Linked DNA regions of Rattus norvegicus: region 1 is linked to region 2. Evidence: chromatin contacts called from public Hi-C data. All regions are on one chromosome and are shown on one strand. The core of a region is the stretch at or near the end of the contact, and the rest is flanking DNA. Distances in the headings are between cores, read along the strand shown.

Evidence for each region. A called contact is a pair of places that touch in the nucleus more often than the background predicts.
Region 1: a Hi-C map of Schwann cells shows a contact between it and region 2, with 6 times the contacts expected there. The contact joins the promoter of Cfap90 here to the promoter of Adcy2 in region 2. A contact is called at or near these places in 2 of 12 Hi-C or Micro-C datasets (Schwann cells and frontal cortex).

The regions. Positions count from the first base shown.
Region 1 is chr1:36,673,629-36,681,261 of GRCr8, forward strand. Cfap90 (cilia and flagella associated protein 90) reads right to left here and starts at 4,675. Exons shown (of 3, transcript NM_001400836.1): 1 at 4,414-4,675. The coding sequence starts at 4,659.
Region 2 is chr1:36,199,857-36,207,143 of GRCr8, forward strand. Adcy2 (adenylate cyclase 2) reads left to right here and starts at 4,198. Exons shown (of 25, transcript NM_031007.3): 1 at 4,198-4,708. The coding sequence starts at 4,487.

The DNA of each region.
Region 1 (7,633 bases), core at 3,425-5,924, 470 kb after region 2:
AGACCCAACAAAGAAAGAGAACTTCAGACTAATTTCCCTTATGAATATCAACGTAAAAATGCTCAATAAAATTCTGGCAAACGGAATCAAAGAGCACATCAAAACAATCATCCATCATGATCAAGTAGGCTTCATCCCAGGGATGCAGGGATGGTTTAATATACAGAAAACCATCAGCATAATCCACTATATAAACAAACTGAAAGAACAAAACCACATGATCATTTCCTTAGATGCTGAGAAAACATTTGACAAAATTCAACACCCCTTCATGATAAAAGTCCTGGAAAGAATAGGAATTCAAGGCCCATACCTAAACATAGTAAAAGCCATATACAGCAAACCAGTAGCTAATATTAAACTAAATTGAGAGAAACTTGAAGCAATCCCACTAAAATCAGGGACTAGACAAGGCTGCCCACTCTCTCCCTACTTATTCAATATAGTTCTCGAAGTCCTAGCCAGAGCAATCAGACAACAAAAGGAGATCAAAGGATTACAAATTGGAAAGGAAGAAGTGAAAATATCACTATTTGCAGACGATATGATTGTATACTTAAGTGATCCCAAAAGTTCCACCAGAGAACTACTAAACCTGATAAACACCTTCAGTAAAGTGGCCGGGTATAAAATTAACTCAAATGAATCAGTAGCCTTCCTCTACACAAAAGAGAAACAAGCCGAGAAAGAAATTGGGGAAATGACACCCTTCATAATAGTCCCAAATAATATAAAATACCTCGGTGTGACTTTAACTAAACAAGTGAAAGGTCTGTATGATAAGAACTTCAAGACTCTGAAGAAAGAAATTGAAGAAGACCTCAGAAGATGGAAAGATCTCCCATGCTCATAGATTGGTAGGATTAATATAGTAAAAATGGCCATTTTACCAAAAGCGATCTACAGATTCAATGCAATCCCCATCAAAATTCCAACCCAATTCTTCATAGAGTTAGACAGAACAATTTGCAAATTCATCTGGAATAACAAAAAACCCAGGATAGCTAAAACTATCCTCAACAATAAAAGGACTTCAGGGGGAATCACTATCCCTGAACTCAAGCAGTATTACAGAGCAATAGTGATAAAAAAAACTATATGGTATTGGTACAGAGACAGACAGGAAGACCAGTGGAATAGAATTGAAGACCCAGAAATGAACCCACACACTTATGGTCACTTGATTTTTGACAAAGGAGCTAAAACCATCCAATGGAAAAAAGATAGCATTTTCAGCAAATGGTGCTGGTTTAACTGGAGGTCAGCATGTAGAAGAATGCAGATCAATCCATGCTTATCACCTGGTACAAAGCTTAAGTCCAAGTGGATCAAGGACCTCCACATCAAACCAGATACACTCAAACTAATAGAAGAAGAAGTGAGGAAGAGTCTCGAACACATGGGCACTGGAGAAAATTTCCTGAACAAAACACCAATGGCTTATGCTCTAAAATCAAGAATCGACAAATGGGATCTCATAAAACTGCAAAGCTTCTGTAAGGCAAAGGACACTTGTTAGGACAAAACGGCAACCAACAGATTGGGAAAAGATCTTTACCAATCCTACATCTGATAGAGGGCTTATATCCAAAATATACAAAGAACTCACGAAGTTATACTGCAGGGAGACAAATAACCCTATTAAAAATGGGGTTCAAAGCTAAACAAAGAATTCACAGCTGAGGAATGCTGAATGGCTGAGAAGCACCTAAAGAAATGTTCAACATCTTCAGTCATAAGGGAAATGCAAATCAAAACAACCCTGAGATTTCACCTCACACCAGTGAGAATGGCTAAGATCAAAAACTCCAGCAAGAGCAGATTCTGGCAAGGATGTGGAGAAAGAGGAACACTCCTCCATTGTTGGTGGGATTCCAGACTGGTACAACCATTTTGGAAATCAGTCTGGAGGTTCCTCAGAAAATTGGACATTGAACTACCTGAGGACCCAGCTATACCTCTTGGGCATATACCCAAAAGACGCCCTAACATATAACAAAGACACGTGCTCCACTATGTTCATAGCAGCCTTATTTATAATAGCCAGAAGCTGGAAAAAACCCAGATGCCCTTCAATAGAGGAATGGATACAGAAAATGTGGTACATCTACACAATGGAAATCTACTCAGCTATCAAAAACAATGACTTTATGAAATTCATAGGCAAATGGGTGGAACTGGAAAATATCATCCTGAGTGAGGTAACTCAATCACAGAAAAACACACATGGTGTGCACTCATTGATAGGTGAATATTAGCCCAAATGCTCGAATTACCCTAAATACACAGAACACATGAAACTCAAGAAGGATGACCAAAATGCGGATTCTACATTCCTTCTTTAAAAGGGGAACAAGAATACCCTTGGGAGAGAATAGGGAGTCAAAGTTTAGAACAGAGGCTGAAGGAACACCCATTCAGAGCCTGCCCCACATGAAGCCCATATATATACAGTCACCAGACTAGATAAGATGGATGAAGGAAAGAAGTGCAGGCTGACAGGAACCGGATGTATATCTCTCCTGAGAGACACAGCTAGAATACGGCAAAAACATAGGCGAATGCCAGCAGCAAACCACTGAACTGAGAATGGGACCCCTGTTGAAGGAATCAGAGAAAGGACTGAAAGAGCTTGAAGGGGCTTGAGAGCCCTTAGGGACAACAATGCCAAGCAACCAGAGCTTCCAGGGACTAAGCCACTACCCAAAGACTATACATGGACTGACCCTGGGCTCCAACTGCGTAGGTAGCAATGAATAGCCTAGTAAGAGCACCAGTGGAAGGGGAAGTCCTTGGTCCTGCCAAAACTGAATCCCTAGTGAACGGGATTGTTGGGGGGGAGGGTGGTAATGGGGGGAGGGTGGGGAGGGGAACACCCATATAGAAGGGGAGGGGAACACCCATATAGAAGGGGAGGGGGAGGGCTGGGGGGGATGTTGGCCTGGAAACTGGGAAAGGGAATAACAATTGAAATGTAAATAAGAAATATCCAATTTAATAAAGATGGACAAAAATAAAATAAAGTGTCTCCTGGGCCATAGGAAACCCTGTAAGGCATTTTCTTAATTAGTGATTGATGGATGAAGCACATTCTGGGAGGTGCCATCCTGGACTGGTGGTCCTACGTTCTACAGAAAAGCAAGCTGAGCAAAGTCATTGTGGGCAATCCAGTAAGTAGCACCCCTCCAAGGACTTGGCATCAACTTCTGCCTCCAGGTTCCTGTCCTGCCTGAGTTCCTGCCCTCACTGCTTTTGTATGATGAACTGTTGTAGGAGTCTGTGAGTGAACAAAGTTCTTTTCAAGTTTGCTTTTGGCCTTGGTGTTTTTCACAGCAACAGTAACCCCAACTAAGACAGTGTTCTTATTGTTTCTGCCATCTAGAGTCAGAATGTTTCCCACACCCTGGACCTTACAGACACTGCAACTAGGGTCAGGGCTTGTCTCCATTGTTACCTGAGACTTGATACAGACAGACCCCAGGGGGTTGAGCCACCTTAAGTAGAGCAACCCTGACACTCCACTGACCCACCAACTGGTAGTGGGCAGAAAGAGTGGCCCAGCATCCTGACAGTACTCCCTCAGTTTTTTATGGAATGGATGGGTAGCAGCTTCTCCCCTGTTCCCAGAGGGGCACCTCTGGTCAGCTTCCCAGGAATGGCTGTGATTGCCTGATCCCTTTATGCTCACTCCTCTTTGCCGTTCCCACTCCCAGGACACATTTGCATCACTTCACTTGCACCAAGCTCACATCTGTCCATCCTCACTTCCTGAGGTGTCTACAACTGTGATTGTGATGGCCATATTCTTGGTGCCCTTGTGCCTCTGTTCAAGGTCTCTCTCTTGCCTACTAACCATGTCTGCCTCACTGGTGTCAAATTCCAGCCCCTTCACAAGTGATAACACAGGGGGCCCTGACCCAGACTCTGGTATTTAACCCTAGCTAACCCCGAGACCAGTTCCACATCTGTAAAACAGGAGGCTTCCGTGCTAGCCAGTTTCGCACCCCTATACAATTCCTTTGGACTCTGCAGCTCAGTGCAGTTTGTCCTGGGCACCACCCTCTACCTAGAGCTGCAGTACCTCTAAAGCCTCTAGTACTTTGACCCCGCCCCTCCTACCTTGGCTAGCTGCCCTTGGACAATATCAGAAATAGTCCTTCCCAACCCTCTCCTCACAGTATTACTACCACACCTGAAACCCTGCCCTATTACTGTCTGAACAGCTCAAGTTATGTGGTCCCACCCCAGGCCTCTCTCTAGCACTGAAGCCCCGCCCTCATCACATTCCTTTCCGCTCTGAGCCCTCCCTGATAGTGCGGACTCGTGTGTGTGTGTGTGTGTGTGTGTGTGTGTGTGTGTGTGTGTGTGTGTGTGTGTGTGTGTGTCCCTCCTCTCTCTCTTGGACCTGCTCACCTGGCCCTCGCGACTGAAGTAGCTGTGCTCCTTGGGGCCCTGATGCCGTGGAGGGATGTAGCTGAAAGCTGATATCGCTGAGATGGGCAAAGGTCGGGGTTTGCCCCGCAGGGTTGCGGCGGTAATTTCCTCCTCCTCCTCCTCTTCTCCCTCTTCTTCTCCTGCCTCCTCTTCCACCTTTTCCTCCTTCTCCTTCACGCCACCGGGGTCCATCGCTCGCTGCTCCTTCTTGGCGGGTCCCTCCATCAGGCTTCTGCGTCCCTCCAGGCGTCTGCGCTCGGTCGTTGCCTAGCAACTGCGCCTTGTTCTCAGCATCCACTTTGTGACGTTCCTTGACGCGTCCTTCTAGTTCTTTTCACTTCACAACCTGAGCAGGTGTGTTTGTGGCTTTCCAAGTAGGAGCCACCTAAGGGACCACACCCAATCCTCTACATCTGATTACCAGCACAGTTTGTTTTAAGTTTTGGGCATTCCTTAACTTTGCAGATCATGACAGAAAGCTACTATGCGTCAAGATCTGACGGTTCAGCCCTGAAACAAACAGCCCTAGGTCACAGAGAGCTTACAACTTGGTGAAGTCAGATGACAAAGATGAGAAAGGCTACAGAGGTCTAGGGAGTGTGATCCAACAGAAAAATGAGGGCCATGTGTATATTGCACATATTGAAAAGGCTAAGGGCAGAGAAGCATGGGCTGCACACATGTACCTGGCATTTCATATGTGGGCAAGGCACAGGAGCAGAGGAGAGTGACCTTGGCACAGGAGTCAAGTTCATAGGATTTCAGGCAGCTCTGATCATGCTCCCTCCTCAGCTCCAGGAAGCCCACTCCCTCCTTTCCTCTGTTCTCCCCTGGTAGTTTGCCTGAGTAGACCATGAGTCAGAAAAAAAGACCACCATAAAGCAAGGTCTCAACGCCTTTAGTCTTGCTGGAAATCACTTAGCGAGGTCACTTAGTGACCATCTACCTGGAGCTTGGAGATGTGTAGAAAACAGAGCCATCACCCTTCTCCCAGGAGCAGAAGTCACAAGAGCATGCCAGTTAAATGTTATCGTCCCCATGAAAGTATCAGTAAAATAAAATAAAGTACCCTCTATAATCAATCTACTGTCAACCTTTCCCACCTCTCCCAGCCTTTCCAAAGACAGACTGAGAGGTCAGCTGAGGCCCCTTGCAAGCTTTGTATAAATGATAAAGTATACACACTTGCACAGGTAGACGGGGCTGACAGAAACTATGTGAGAACTCGGCTCCAGCATAGCCCAAATTGAGATTATTCCACTACAGAAATCCCGTTCACAGCCATTCAGACATATAATTTTGCTAGCTGCAATTTCATTCAGTTACTTATTTTGTTAGTAGTAAAAGAAAACTTCACGAATAGCACTTTAGTTAAAAACAATCTCGGGGTTGGGGATTTAGCTCAGTGGTAGAGCGCTTGCCTAGGAAGCGCAAGGCCCTGGGTTCAGTCCCCAGCTCCGGAAAAAAAAAAAAAGAACCAAAAAAAAGAACCAAAAAAAACCAATCTCTAGTTAGCTTTAATTTTAACTGTCAGTGCCACACAGCCTGGAGTCAGGAAAAGGAATCTCAGTAGAAGGCTCACCCCCATTAGATTGTACTGTTGGCATGTCTGTGAGGACCGTCACAATGTCGGAGGATTCAGCCTACTGTGGGTGTACCAATCTCTGGCAAGGTGGTCTTGGATTATATTTCTTCTTATAGCTAAGCATGAACCTGCAAGCAATCTGGCTAGTAGCATTCTTCTATGGTTTCTGCTTTGAGTCTCTGCCCTGAGCTCTCTCAAGGATGGACATGGACTGAAGTGTAAACAAAATTGAACCTTCCCTCCCCTGAATTGCTTCTCTTCAGAGTATTTTATCACAGCAACGGAGGGGAATGAGCACACATAGAAGGCAGGCTTTGTTCACAGATATGGCAGTGGGTGTAGGGACTACTGCAATGGGTCTTTCAGCCTGAGATCGAGATCAGGTTCAATTGCCAGGTCTCACAACATTCCTGAAACTAGCAAGATACACAGGGCATCTAGCCAGGAGCCAAGGAACAAGTTTGGTGCCATGGATTAAGAGAGGAAAAGTGGGGGCTGGGGATTTAGCTCAGTGGTAGAGCGCTTACCTAGGAAGCGCAAGGCCCTGGGTTCGGTCCCTAGCTCCAAAAAAAAAGAACCAAAAAAAAAAAAAAGAGAGAGAGAGAGAGAGAGAGAGAGAGAGAGAGAGAGAGAGAGAGAGAGGAAAAGTGAGGGTACAGGGGTACTGGCTAAACCTACCTGGCAGAAGACCTCCTGAATACAGACCAGGCAGTCAGGGATACCTTGGAGGATTGTGGATGGTGCAGATCTAGTGAGGAAGGTTGAGCATGGATAGAACTTAGTGGAGTCTTGTTATACTAACTTTGGGTTCTTTTGCTAAAACTAAATTGTGCAAGGAAAAAGCATAGATTGCCTAATGTGGGATGGAAAACAGCTAATCACCTCAAACAGTGAACCAAAGTAATAATTACATCAAAGTATAACTTCGAGAATAAATGAGTTTACTGTGGTTACTTATAGGAGTGTACAAGAAAGGTTACTTAAAGAAGCAAATACAACTAAAATAATCTTGTCGCCAAAAAGCCGAACCCAGGTGTCAATTTACAAAAGCTCAAACTCTGGAGACTTCAATGTGACTCAGAGATGTCTCCATAGGTTAGAGAACCTTCGCTGAGTAGCTCAACTTATTCTTTTCTCCACCAGCAATCTTTCACTGCTTCTGTAACCTTGGTGAGATGTAGTCTGTATTGTTAGTTTCAGGAACTTGGTGAGACTTAGTAGTTATTTAAGTCCTGAGCTCATGAGCATTTCCCCTTCTTTCCTGAAGGAAATATTTCAACTTAAAAATTCCAGGTCTATAAAGAGACTGCTCCAGATAGAACACCTGAACCCACAGGAAACTGCTAAACAACAGAAGATTCAGAATCCTGGCCAAAGTTGACCAGGCGAAGAGTTTGTGATTTTATTAGACTGAAAGCTCTCCAGGGCATGGTCACTTGAATCTTTTATCTTGGATGGTTCAGTAGGTACTCAGCAAGTACTTGATGACAAATAAAAATTGGTGCTTTAACCAATCCCTGACATTATAAATGATGCTCTCTTAGGCTTACAGACAGAAGCATGGCTGCCCTCTGAGAGGCTCCACCCAGCAGCTGACTCAGACAGATGCAGACA
Region 2 (7,287 bases), core at 2,948-5,447:
ATATTCTCCACACACCCTTGCCAAAACTCAGGTCTTGGTTCTCAGCAGGAGGCACTAAAATGGGATCATGAGGGTCTATATTAGTTACTTTCCTCATTGCTGCAACAAAATAACCAACAAAAGCAACCTAAGGGAAGAGGGTTTATTGTGGCTCACCGTTCAAAGGCAGAGTTTATCACAGGAGGGAGGCCATGGTAGCAGGAGCCAGAGGTGGCTGGTCACATTGCATCCAGTCAGAAGCAGAGAGATGAGTGATGGTTTCTCCTACATACTCTTCCCAGGACCCCAGCCCTTGAAATGATACTATCCACTTCAATGAACTCAGTCTAGAAATTTTCTTATAGTGATGCCTAGAGGTCTGTCTCCTAGGTGACTATGGACCTTGTCAAATAGACAATCAATATTAACCATTAAAGAGCTCAATTTTCATCAGTGAGTTAATTCTTTGGTCTCTTTATCTCTGTCCCCAACTCCATCTCCATCTCTCTACTCCTACCCTGTTCGTCTACTTATCTGTCATTATGAGACTTCCTCCTCTCTCCTTTCTATGCACAGAGCTCCTTGATCATGAACTGGAATCTCTAAATTCCAATCAATGTTCCCAAATCAATCCTTCCCTTAAGGTGTCTCAGCGATTTTGGCCACAGCAAAGAAAAGTGTCCGATTCAATAAAAAATGTAAATGTTAGCTGAGTACATAAAACATATTCCACAGTGATGATGAATCAGTTAGCAGATCATTCATCCTTTTTATATATATGTTTTAGTAAATCCAGAGAGAGACATGAACACACAGGCAAGCATTATGCTAGGTTCACCTGTATTATTGTATTGGCTGGCACGTGTCCACTTCTGCCCTTAGTGTGTTTCCTGGCCTGCGTTTATTTAATCATTGTGGACACTGTGAACATTGGGAGGAGCATGGCAACACCCTTATTGACTGAACTAATCCAACTGGGTCTGAAATAGGAATGAAGAGATGGGCTTGCTTAAAGTAAAACTCACTTGTGCATTAACCTGCCCCTCAGTGTGATAACTTTCTTTTCAATCAATGAGACGCGGCCTAAGGTATGGGAATCTGATTAGGAGGCGTGGGCGGAGTCTTGAGCAGAGAAGACTTGCCTTCAGCCATAATATTCTGAGGTTCCACTTAACTGGGGAAGGTAGGAAGACTGTTGGATACAGCTTGCTGGGAGAACTGGCTTTCTAATTTGTAAAACCATCAGCAAAATGGAAGTGCAAGGTGCCTTTTTGAAAATTATTAAGAATTCAAGGTGAAGGTAACAGAACCTTGCACCAAGCACATGAATCCCTCCCCAGAAAGCCTGCCTGCTGCTTTTCCCTAGCAAGATAGAAGGCTGCCCTCTAGTGTTTCAGGGAAGGTGACGTTTCCAAATGTTCATTCCTCCCAGAGGCCTAGTTAGAGCCCCCAGAGTTTTTTCTTTGTATATTTTGTCACAGATTGATGCAGGGCACACTTACGGGCAAAGCCCCCTTGCTCCTCATGCCTTGCTGCTTTGCAGCAGTGCTGATACCTGAAGGCGTAGAAATGAGCTAGAGGACTCCTTAGGGCCCCTTTAGTGTCACAAGCCTATATTTCATGTCTTGGCTTCCTGCTAAAGGTTATTTTTCATTTTGTCTCATGCTGCTTAGGGGTTATCTTTCCTCTTCTTTTGTCTCTCTTTCAAGAGTAAAAACCATTGTAGACTCTGTAAAATATTCTTTGTCCCATGGATACCAAAACACTGATAGAGTAACACTCATTTTTAAATAGTTAACTTCTTTTAGTATTGCATAGGAAACATTGACCAAGGCTCCCATAAAAATAAACACCCCAAACAAAACAGATCCACAAACCCCAATGAAAATTACAGAGGAGGCAGATACAGCCTTGACTGTCATGGTGTTTCCTTCCTATGACCTTGGTGTATGGTGTCTCCATTAAGGCTCAAAGGAGAGGGAGAGCAAAGCAAGGAGGAACGTTGGATTTTGTCCCTGGCTGCTTCATGGAGCCCTGTCTTTCTAAGAACATGGGAAAGCCCTCCAGTGGCCTCAGGCTACCTACACTTTCCTCCCAGTATCATTTAGTGCATGCATGGTAGGCACAAAATAAAATATTTGTTTAATTAAATGAAAGAATGGGACATTAAACATCTCCTAAAGGCACAGGCAGGGTCTTTCCCATTAGGTTTTGCCTTTATTTTACTTTTATAAAATATTTTATAAAATATTCCCTTCAGCTGTCATTCCTTACCACATATGTCATGGACAGTGGATACTAAAACACATTTTTCTGCTACAGGAAAGAAAGTATTTAAGCACTACTGTTCCCTCATTAGATCTCGGATTATCTTTTCTTCCTTCTCGTGTGGGTGAAGGAGGAGGCTTTTTACTGCTATCAGTGAGGAAACGGGAGCTGGAGAGGAGGTAAGTAACAGAAGTTCTTTAGTAGGGAAGGACTGGAAATGCACAGCTCTGCCTAACCCAGACAGTCTTGCCCTGGGATGGTTCTCAGCTTCCCCACAGAGTCTGCACAGCCCACTTTGCCAAGCTTCCTGCAAGCAGACCAGCCCTGGCTATTTATAAATTCTATTCATTAGTGCTATTGTTGCTGAACCTTACTTTCGGGATGTCTAAACACCTATAAAACCTGAAAATAGAGGATTTATGGTTGCTGGTCCAGAAGAAAGGGACCAGTCAATCAGAGAGTTTGTGCCTTCAGGAGAGGTTGGGACTCAGTAGGAATGTGTGGTAAAGGGTAAGCTTTTGTTTAACAGAGGAGGGAGCCTCCATGACAAGTTTGCTTCTACTGTTAGGACCCCCTTAGTGGCAATGAAATGGGAATAGCGGGTGATATAAGAGAAACCCTCCCATCTGTGATTTCCTCCAGGACTGGGTGTGGAAGACTGATATGTCCCAGATTTCAAGCCAACTCTCTCATGAACTCCATCCTTGACCTCTGCAGAGGTTAACAAAGCTGTGTCTTCATTCATTGGATCCAGAAGACATGAACTACTGTCAAAAATAAAAATCCCCGGAAGTCCCTGAGTCTGAGTCTCTGTGCATGGCCTAGGCCCAGCATTTGAGAGATGCAGTTATTTAGCCTACCTGTCCATGCTGGTAGCCAGCTCAGGTAGGCAGGCTGAAGTCAGGGGACATGTCTAAGGCAAGACGGTCCTGGGGCTGACAAAGAATGAAAAATGGCTGTTGATGAGGTGTTGTGAACTCCTTAGAAAATGATTTGGGGAGAAAATGGCTTATGGGTTCTTGGATGGAAGGACAGGAAAATAGGAACCCTCTAGAAGAAGCCCTTTGAAGATCAGTGATTAGACCTGTCATCTAGAAACTAGAAAGAACAACAAAGGTTGAAGTTGCAGGCACAAATGCCTGCCGAGCCCGCCCATGAAGGATCTAGCTAGGTCCCCCATGCCTCGTGCATTTGGTTCCTGTAAGTAGCAAGTGGCATGCATGGGGTGACTGAATCCCAGGTCAACCTTGCCTCCAAGGAGGACAATTCCTGTTCCTTGCTCCAACTTCTGTGCCATCCCTGCCACACAGAAAGGGTTCTAGGGAGATCTGTGATAGCAAACACCGAGGTCCACGGGGCACTCACTGCTAAGGTGTGAAGAGCAAAGGGCAGAGAACAGGAGTGGCCATCTGCCTGAGGACCACAGGTATCTTCAGTTATGGTGGAATTGAGTTCATGGGGGCCATTCTTTCAAGAGGACTACCACAAGTCCTGGCGGGGACCTAACTCCTGCCCTGTATTGGGAGTCAAATTATAGCAGAGAAAGTGAAAAAGAGGCCAAATTTTTCTAAGTAGGGATACTACAGAGGGGCAGTGGTCAGGGATGTGGGACCCCTCTCCAGGGGTTGGGGGGTTAGAGCATGGCAGCCTTTTTCACTGCTGCCTTGTGAGATCATGGAGAGGCAGTGGGAACCTTGGCAGCCAGGTGAGAGACTCGAGGAGCCCAACGGTAGCCCTCAGGCTGTTTTCTGCTGTAGTGGAGAGCAGCGCTAGAGCCCCAATCTGCCTGGCTGGGGTCCAGAAGCAAGAGGAGGGGGCGCCCACTGTGTGGTCTGCGGCACGGAGGAGGGCAAGAACCCAATCTGCAGCTTTCTCTGGAGCCCAGCCTGGCCGTCGGGGGGCGGTGGTGGGCGCGGGCCGGCGCCGCCCCTGCGCGGAGGCCGGTGCGCCGCGCGCGGGGTGGGGCGAGGCGGGCCGAGGGGCCCGGTGGCTCCCGCCCTCGAGAGTGGTGGCGGCAGCGGCGCCCGGGAGCTGCCCTGAGGCCGCCCCCGGCCCCCGCCCGCGCGTCAGCGCGCCCAGCCCGGGGCTCCGAGCTCCGCCCGCGCCCGAGGCCCCTGCGTACAGCTCCGGGCGGGCCACCGGCGGGTCGCGGCGGCGCGGGGGCGGCAGGCGGTAGGCGACCGCAGAGCGGCGCTGCCCGGGCAGGGCGCGCACGGCGGGCGCCCCGCGAGCCGCCCCGATGTGGCAGGAGGCGATGCGGCGGCGCCGCTACCTGCGGGACCGCGCCGAGGCGGCGGCGGCAGCGGCGGCGGGAGGCGGAGAGGGGCTGCAGCGGTCCCGGGACTGGCTCTACGAGTCCTACTACTGCATGAGCCAGCAGCACCCGCTCATCGTCTTCCTGCTGCTCATCGTCATGGGCGCCTGCCTCGCCCTGCTAGCCGTCTTCTTCGCGCTCGGGCTGGTGAGTGGCCTCCCCGTGGCTTCGAGGGGACCGTGCAGGCGACCGTGTCCCGCCCCAGGCTGCTTCTCACCCCCTGCGCCCTGTCCAAGGCCAGCCTGGCTAGGGTGAGAGCTGCGGACACAGGAAAAGTTTCCTTGGAAGGCTTTGCCCAAAATAAAGTTGCCAGGGTGTGCTCCAGGTGGACGGGCAGGGTGTGTGGGTTCAGCATCTCTGCGCCCCGTGGCCAGCTGCGTTTTCTCCGGGCGCCGCTGCCCACAGCAGTGGCAGTCCTCCGGCTTCCTTGGCGCGCTAGCTGCCTCCCATCCCTGTCCGCGGAACGCCCCCGGCTCTCTTCTCTGAGTTTGGTCTGGTCATTATTTAACTCTTAAAACAGGCTGCTTTGGCAAAGCAGTTCATATGACAGCCAAAATGAAAACCAGATAATGCTGTGCATATTGGCTTTTGAATCTTAACGTGCTTAGCCATGTAGAGAGAAAGTGATGGAGTGTTGAGCAGATGCCCATGCCTCATCTCCAGAGACTATAAGTGAGCTAAAAATGGAAGGGCCCCTCGCTGCTTTCCCCTTTCTAGAGAAGTGTACTTTCTAGAGTCTATCATGGTTCCCTGCAGATGGTCAAAGCATGTTTTCATCACTGGATGCATTAACGCAGCCCAGTAGCTGATGCCAGTTTTCCTGCTTCATAATTTTCAGTCAGGAATCTTGAGCTGGCTCCCTGGAGCCCTGAAAGGAAATCTGTAGATGGCAGTAACTTCCTCTTAGTGCTCTCTTCTCTTGAGTGTGGTTCAAACTCCCCCCCCGCCCCCCGACCATGATTTGAGTGTATAGATTGTGTCCAAGGTCTGAATTAGCCTCTGAGTTGTCTGGTCAGTGGCTAATGTGGGATGTTTCCACTGAACGGTGTTTCCTGAGCTTAGGATATAGAGACATGCCTGTTTTCACCAGTCTTGAGCAGATTCAGCTCACGCAGCCTCAAGGGCACAGAAACTCTGTTAGGTATTTGAAAATTCGTTTTAGATACCCTGGACCATATGGCGGTCACATTATGAGTCAGGGGGAAAAAAGTTTACGTCATGGCTCAGTTTTCTAAGTGCCCTTACCAGCCTGAGTCCTGTTTTCTGATCGAGTTCCATGTGGTAAGAAAAGATAATCCAACGTGGCAGAGCATGACGTCACTGGCACTCTGCTGTAGCAGGCCAAGCAGGGAGCTCCTTTGATCCTGGTAGCCTAGGTGTAAGAGGAGGGCAGCTCTACCCCTGCCTCACTTGCTTGTCCCCACTTATAAGACCAAAAGAACTAAAAGAGAGATTTGGGGGAGCGGAGGGCGGAACCATGGCAAGCCAACAGTCTTTAAAGTCCTCACCTCACTCTCACACTGCTGGCAGGAAAACATCACAGTTGTCCTTTGGAAATGTGCTCCTTCTAAGTGTTTCTGTTTGTGAGTAATTCAAATCCTTCTGGCTGGTTCCTTCCTAAATGGAGAGGAGCAGGTGATGGCCTATTTTTAGTGCCATTAGTCTAGGGAGACAAGTGCGAAGTTCATGTTCCCCAGGGACACTACTTTGTTTTCCAGGTTAGAACGCTCTAACTTAAACCACGTTGAATTAGGTACTCTTGAATGGGTTGGTGAGAAATGCATGGGAGGAGTACTGAAGGGACTTAAGGCTTGCTTCTCTTTAAGTTGCCTTTGTTCCTCCCATTTGTCCTTAGAGAGTCCCTTTTACATTTTGCTTAGTTTAAATGTTGGGATGATAACTTTTACAAAGCCTTTGAAACCTTCATAGACATATATGCAATGTATTTAATCACGTCTGAGTTCCCTCCCCTCCCTGGACCCCTTTAGAGTCTGTTTCCCTGCCTTCTTCAAGACCACCAAAAGACAAAAGAAAACAACAACAAAAACCTGGAGTCCAATTACGCTGTCCACGAGTGCATAGCTGTGGGGTTATCCATTGGTGTATGGGAAACTGTGCCTTCTTGCAGAAGCCATCAGCAGCCAGTAGCTCCTCAGCTGGGTGCAGGACCTCACACCACTTTAAGGGCCATTGCTTTCTCTTAATATGCTCCTCATTTCCACACCTGTCTTCATTCCCTGTAACCAAGGCTGGTGTTTCCATAACTTGGCTGTCACCTAGAGCAAGGTCCACATATGACATGAAATGGATTCTTTGCCTCCGTGCCCCTGGCTGGCTTCATGCCCACTATGTAAGTCTTCAGTGTAAACTGCAGACAAGTTCCAGGGAAGATGCCTGGATCTGGTCCAAAGGTTACCTTCAGGCAGGGACTAGGGCTCTAGGGTTCTGTGAAGAGAGAAAGGCCTGAGAGATGTGGGTACTGTCCTCCAATACACAGGAGGAGAGACTGTATGACCCTTAGGTCCACAAAGATTTATCTCTCTTTTGTTTCTTGAAAAATTGTAGGCAGCATCTCCACTTTCAAAGAGGGAAACCCCATCTAGTTATTGAAAGACAGTTAAGGTAGAAACAGCGAAGGTGTGGTAGGGTTGAGTTAGAGCCATGCTTGTGTGGATGGAGATGGGAGTCCTACCCAGACTGAGCAAACACTGACTACTGAGGGGTCT